Regions from separate parts of the Ovis aries genome. Here region 1 is linked to region 2. Evidence: chromatin contacts called from public Hi-C data. All regions are on one chromosome and are shown on one strand. The core of a region is the stretch at or near the end of the contact, and the rest is flanking DNA. Distances in the headings are between cores, read along the strand shown.

Region 1 (3,202 bases), core at 136-2,635, 46 kb before region 2:
TGAGTCCAGCTCCCCTTTAATGCTGGACAGCACCTTGTCCTGCTCAGGAGCCGGCATGACCCAGGCCCACACTCTGGTCCTGTTGCAGACTGCAGACAATTGGCTTGTTCTGCCTCTGTCTAAACAAAAAGGACCTGGGTCTCTGCCACACAGCGCTTATCTGCCAGCAGGAAGGAAGAAGCACTGACAGGGACTTCCCTGCTGGTCCAGTGGCTAAGACTACATGTTCCCAATGCAGGGGACCCGGGTTTGATCCCTGCTTGGAGAACTAAGAGTTCACTTGCCTCAGCTAAAGATCCCAAGTGCCACATACAGCATCCAAAGCTGTTACACCGTCATCAACACAGCAGTTACAGGACCATGTCTCCACACCTCCACCACTTCTTACTTGCTTAATTCCCAATCTAGCTCATGTTGACCTTTCTGTAGTTAATTGATCCTTTTATTTCTCTTGCCTCATTTTGGTAATTTCAAATCTTATTTTTTTTTTTATAGAGAGTTTAGAAATACTTTTATTTTTATTATTTTTTTTAATCAAATCTTATAACAAGATATCTTAACCTTTTTCCTTTATACTAGTTATATTGCTTGACTCTAACCTTATCTTCAATTTCAAAAATTACTAGAGAGTAAGGACACTTCTCCCTAGTCCACTAAAACCCCTGCCTCTTCACATTTTGTCGTGTTTTCTTTTGTTCATGTCTTCGTCAACTAGCTTGTGGGATCCTAGTTTCCCAGCCAGGGATGAACCCTGGGCCCCAGGGCAGTGAGCACGCAAAGCCCTAACCACTGAACCACCAGGGAATTCGCCCTGTCTCTTTGCAAATTATAGATCTCTAACAATTATGCGTTTGTTTTCTTTTTTTTTTTTTTTAAGACTGTATTTTGTTTGTCTTTGGCTGCACTGGGTCTTCGTTGCCGCCCATGGGCTTTCTCCAGGTGCAGTGGCTGCGCTTCCCATCGCGGCGGCTTCTCTTGTTGCAGAGCACGGGCTCTAGGCACACGGGCTCAGCAGTTGTGGAACACGGGCTTAGTTTCCCCAGGGCTTGTGGGATCTTCCCAGATGAAGGATCGAACCCGTGTTCCCTGCCTTAGCAGGAGGATTCTCAGCCACTGGACCACCAGGGAAGTCCTATGTGCCTGATTTCTGATGATTGCCCTGAGTTGTATTCTTCCAGAAGGCGATATAAGGCACTAAGGTAGGTTCCAAGTTCTCCAGTTGAGAAGGACTACGCTGCCAGTGCTCCAGAGACTTTTGCATTTGGGGCCAATTTTAAAGGCACCCTTGGAGGATGCTTGGAAAGAATAACCCAGGTCCCTTTGTGTGAGGTCAGCACTCCCAAGTGTCATGGTGAGAAGAGGCCTCAAGGGGGCAGTGTCTACTCAGAGATATGCCTAACTGCCAGGGAAGCTGCCTCTAGAAGGGCCCTGGCTGGGAAGGTCTGGTCCTACCAAGCCACTGGCCATAGATCCTCAGAGTGCCCCACAGAGAAGAGGGGGTTCTCTGTGGCAGAACGCCCCCGCCCCGAGTCTGAAGTGATCCCAACCGCCATCCCAGGCAGTAGGGAGCCAACTGGTGGTGGAATGCGGACAGTGACGGGTGCCATTGCTCAGGATGTGCCCAGATGGTGCTAGGAAGCAGGCTGCCAAGGACAACTGACACTGTGAGCATGGAAATGTTGTTTGATCACCTCCAGTGTAAACCTTACCCCGAAACATTTGTCATTTGACATGTCCACTGGAGTTCAAAACACTAACAAAGGGCAATCTGTATTGTCATCCCTGAGGGCTGAAAGGGGTCATTTCCGGGCCGCCTGACCTCACCAATGCAGTGTCACCAAACAGTAGGACACTCTGGGGAGGGGAGGAAGGCCAGACTGGGGCCCTCTTCTACGGGAGAATGGAGCCTGTGGGGCCCAGGCTTGATGCTTGGAGCCAGTGTGATGAAAGCGCTGGTTACCGTCAGGCACGTGGGTAGCAAATCAGGGGAAAGGTGACAACCAGCACCCAAACCAGTCAGAAGCTGAAGGTTTCCCCAGAGCAGGGTTGACGGCAGTAACAACCTAACATTTCTGAAACCCTTTGGATCATCTGGGAGATAAGAACTTCATCTCCAGCACCTCCCAACCAGACTGTCAGGAGGCAAGTGTCCCCATTTCCAAACTGAGGCTCCGAGGGGTGGAGCAACTTGCTCAAGGTCACAGACCCAAGAAGCAACCAAACTGTCTGGCTCCAAAGCCTAGCCGATGGCGGGCTGTCCTGCCTCCCAGCTGAGACTCACTAAAGGTCACACATTAATAGAAGGAGTCAGAACTTGAATCCAGAACTCTGAGCCTTTAAGCCCAAGGTCTTAGCCACAGATCTCTGCTGCTCTTCTTAAAAGTTGTACCTGGGATTTCCCCAGTGGCGCAGTGAATAAGAATCTACCTGCCGAAGCAGGACACACGGGTCTAATCCCTGAGCCACAACTACTAAGCCTGAGCTCTAGGGCCCACAAGTCACAAGTACTGAAGCCTGCGTGCCTAGGGCCTGTGCTCCGCAGCAAAAGAAGCCACGGCCATGAGAAGCCCTCGCGCCACAACTAAAGACCGTGCAAAGCGACAGAGACCCAGCATAGCCATAAATAAATAAATATTTTTTTTAAAAAAAGGTTATACCTGCCCAAGTGCTTCCCAGGTGGCGCTAGTGGAAAAGAACCTCCCTGCCAATGCAGGAGACTTAAAAGACATGAGTTCAATCCCTGGGTCAGGAAGATTCCCCAGGAGGAGGGCATGGCAACCCACTCCATTCTTCTTGCCTGGAGAATCCCATGGACAGAGGAGCCTGGTGGGCTACAGTCCATAGGGCCGCAAAAAGTCAGACACAACTGAAGCAACTCAGCACGCATGCACGTAGCTGACCAAAGATCTGACCTAGAGGCCAGGCCAGTGACCAAAAATGAACAGCCTCACTCAGCCTTGAGTTGGGCGTTGGCCCCTCTGTCCTGATTCCTCTGACTAGGAGGTTTTGCTCCTTTCCCAGGGAAGGGGAAGAGGTGGAAGCAGTGGCAGATTTCCTCTTCTTGGGCTCTAAAATCACTGCGCTGTGGATGGTGACCACAGTCATGAAATTAGAAGACGACTGTTTCTTGGCAGGAAAGCTATGACAAACCTAGACCGGGTGTTAAAAAGCAAAGACATCACTTTGCCAACAAAGGGCCGTC
Region 2 (2,991 bases), core at 90-2,589:
CCAATTGTCATTTTTTGTTTCTATAAACAGGCTCTGAAAATTGTCCCTCCTCACTTTTAAGGACTTGGACTGAATTAAGGGATTGAGGAGGGATTTATCTTTTTTAAGTTAAAAAAAAAACTTTAGTTATTTTAAATTGAAGGATAATTGCTTTACAGTACTGTGTTGGTTTCTGACAAACATCAACATGAATCAGCCATAGGTATACATGTGTCCCCTTCCTCTGGAACCTCGCTCCGGATTAAGGGATCTATTTAACAACAAGTGGCAACTGTGGATGCCCAACATGTTTCATTATCAAGGAGCCCAGTTTTGAGAGGTCCAGAGTGACACAGGGTGGGGAAGTTGGCAGGGGGCCCAGGCCTGGGCAGGTGCCACGACAAATGTGGTCATACTCTTCAGGGGCCAAAGATTTATAGAGGTCTCCAGGTCCGTGCCCTTTGTACTTACTACCAAATATGCCAGGTTGCTTTCAAGGTAGCAAGGATAGCAAAGGGTTCCTACGCAGCACTCCAGGGGCCAAGTTTATTGCCGTCCCAGAAGCACTGGCTAGCCTGAGGTCTGCAGGAGCGTGGGGGGTGGGTTGTGAACCTCATGGCACTCAGTTCAGTCAACTTCAGTCACTCAGTCGTGTCTGACTCTTTGCGACCCCATGGACGGCAGCATGCCAGGCCTCCCTGTCCATCACCACCTCCCTTACTCAAACTCATGTCTATCGAGTTGGTGATGCCATCCAACCATCTCATCCTCTGCGTCCCCTTCTCCTCCCGCCTTCAACCTTTCCCAGGATCAGGGTCTTTTCAAATGAGTTATTTCTTCGCATCAGGTGGCCAAAGTATTGTAGTTTTTCAGCTTCAGCATCAGTCCTTCCTTCTTATGGCACTGGAGGCCACAAAATATCCCACTGGAAGTGAGAAAGGAGCCGTCAAAATTCGACTCTGGTGGGACTCGAACCCACAACCTTTGAATAGCCACACCCAGGCCAGCTAGAAGTCCAATGCGCTATCCATTGCGCCACAGAGCCGGTTGCCTATCCTCCCCCGCGCCGGCATATCTCTGCCTGAAAACCCGCCCTTGTAGCGCCCTGCTAGGGGCCTTTGCCGAACTCTTTGTCAGTGTCTGGGCGCAGATCCCCGGAATCCCCGCCAGTGGCTCGGTGGGGTGGGGAGGGGTGCTCTCCCCCACGTCCGGGCGCCCACGAGTTGTGGGCAGTGGGGGTCCAGGAAGAGCCCGCCTGTCTCCTCCCGGCCTGGCGGGGGCGCGCGGCGCGCGAACTACAATCCCCAGCGTGCGGCGGGGCGCCCCGCCCGAGGCCGTCGCGCGCGTAGGGGGCGGGCTGAGTCCGGCGGAGCCGGGCGCTCAGAGGCTGCGGGGCACCGGCCGGCTCTGCGGCTCGCTCGCCCGTGGGCAAGGCGCCGGAGGAGGTGTCGCCGGCCGGCGTAGCCGGTTTGGATGGCGAGAGGCGGGCGGGGGAGGAGCGCCGCGGGCGGGCGGGGCCGGGCGGCGGGCGGAGCCGGCCGAGTGGCCAGGGCCAGCCGAGGCGCAAAGCCGGCAAAGCGCTGCTGAGAACCTGCTCCGCGCGCCCAGGAGCGGCCGATGCGCGCCGCGTTCCCTACTCTGCTACAGCCGGCGGGCCGCATCTGGACAGGGTGCCCCGCGGCGGGGGCTGACGCCAGGTGAGCACAGGCCAGAACAATGGGTCTCCGGGCGAGAGAATGCGCCCGGTCGGGTCCGGGGGAGGTGGCAGTACCGGCTTGGGCTGGGGGCGGGGGGAAGGGGAAACGGGGCGCGCCCTACTGCTCTGTCTCCTTGCCGGGCGCTCTGTTACCCTGGCTTTTTAGGGGCCGGTGCGATCCGTAATGACCTGGGATCGCGGCCCCGGCCGATCTGGGCATCCCGTTCCTTCCTCGAACACAACCCTCAGCCTTTCGGGACGGTCTCGCCTTCTGCCCTGACGGACTCTGGGAGACCACAGTTCTGGGGACCTTGGAGACCTTTGGCATTGGAGTTGGAGGCGCTGGTGCAGTCCTCCTCCTGGCTTTTGCTTTTCCTGAGGCGGAGAGGGGAGATGGTCTAAGGGTCCGGACCATGTCTTCATCCTGGCTTGGAGAATCTCAGGCTACCTCATAGCCGTGACCTTCAGCCCCTCCCCAGGATTAGGAGAGCCTGAAGGCAAACAGCCCAGTCGGCTGTCCCTTGAGCAAGTCTGAAAAGTGCTAGGAATAGAGTCCGAGAGCCCTAATCTCAGCCCTGCCAGCTGTTCCTCTTCCCTTAAGCCCCAGTTCCCGAAGAGTCATCAGAGTGGCTTGCTGAGTGTGTTTGTGGGGGTGCCTTCAAGGCCTTCTTTCTCTCAATACTTTTCTCCTCTGGGCAATCACCTCTCTGGCACCTCCAGGCTCTTACCTGTTTTCTCCATCGCCCCCTGTGGGCCAGCAGAGGCATGGTGCTCCCAGGCCTAAGGGCAGGGACTGAGCAAGGCCCTTTCCCAAGAAGCTGCCTCTCTGGGTGTTGTGGCTTGGCCTCATCATCCACAGAAACTCCCTAGGTCTTCGAGTGGGAAGTCGAGCCAGAGGCACTTAAGTCAATACCAAGCCATTTTGGTTGGGATCCTAGATGTCAGGCGAGTAGACTGTCCTCTGAGACCAATGGTCATTACACCCATTGCACAGAGGGGAAGACTAAGGACTAAAGTGGGAAAGGGACTTGTCCAAGATCATTCAGAGAGTCCTAGGCAGAGATGGGACTGGGAGGCTAGAACCAGCCCCTGACCCGCAACCCAGCTCCTTACCTCAAGTCCAGGCCTTTAGCCTGACCCTTCCAGACTGTCCTGGGATGGGACCCAGTCCTCAGCTACCCTACTCCATCTGAACTCACTACACATTGACCATCTGAGATGATAGTGTCCTGGCTGCCCCGGGCCAGGAGGTAGGGCACCCAGGCACTTGGATCCACTGACTGCCCTGTGCCCACAGGCCACAATGCTGCTTGGGG

Evidence for each region. A called contact is a pair of places that touch in the nucleus more often than the background predicts.
Region 1: a contact with region 2 is called in a Hi-C map of hypothalamus, with 4 times the contacts expected there. The contact joins the enhancer-like site here to the promoter of SLC27A4 in region 2. A contact is called at or near these places in 5 of 16 Hi-C or Micro-C datasets (hypothalamus, liver, mixed tissues and 2 more).

Annotation. Positions count from the first base shown.
Region 1 is chr3:8,002,319-8,005,520 of ARS-UI_Ramb_v3.0, reverse strand. No RefSeq gene overlaps it. Among named protein-coding and RNA genes, the nearest start is that of SWI5, 8.1 kb to the left of the region's middle. Within about 2 kb of position 1,385, at least 8 of the 54 cell types and tissues checked have an H3K27ac peak or open chromatin away from gene starts, as enhancers often do. A contact at or near this core is called in hypothalamus, where this site is marked.
Region 2 is chr3:7,956,769-7,959,759 of ARS-UI_Ramb_v3.0, reverse strand. It overlaps SLC27A4 (solute carrier family 27 member 4), which reads left to right and starts at 1,339. Exons shown (of 13, transcript XM_015094163.4): 1 at 1,339-1,676; 2 at 2,973-2,991. The coding sequence starts at 2,979. TRNAR-UCU (transfer RNA arginine (anticodon UCU)) reads right to left here and starts at 1,024; the gene lies at 934-1,024.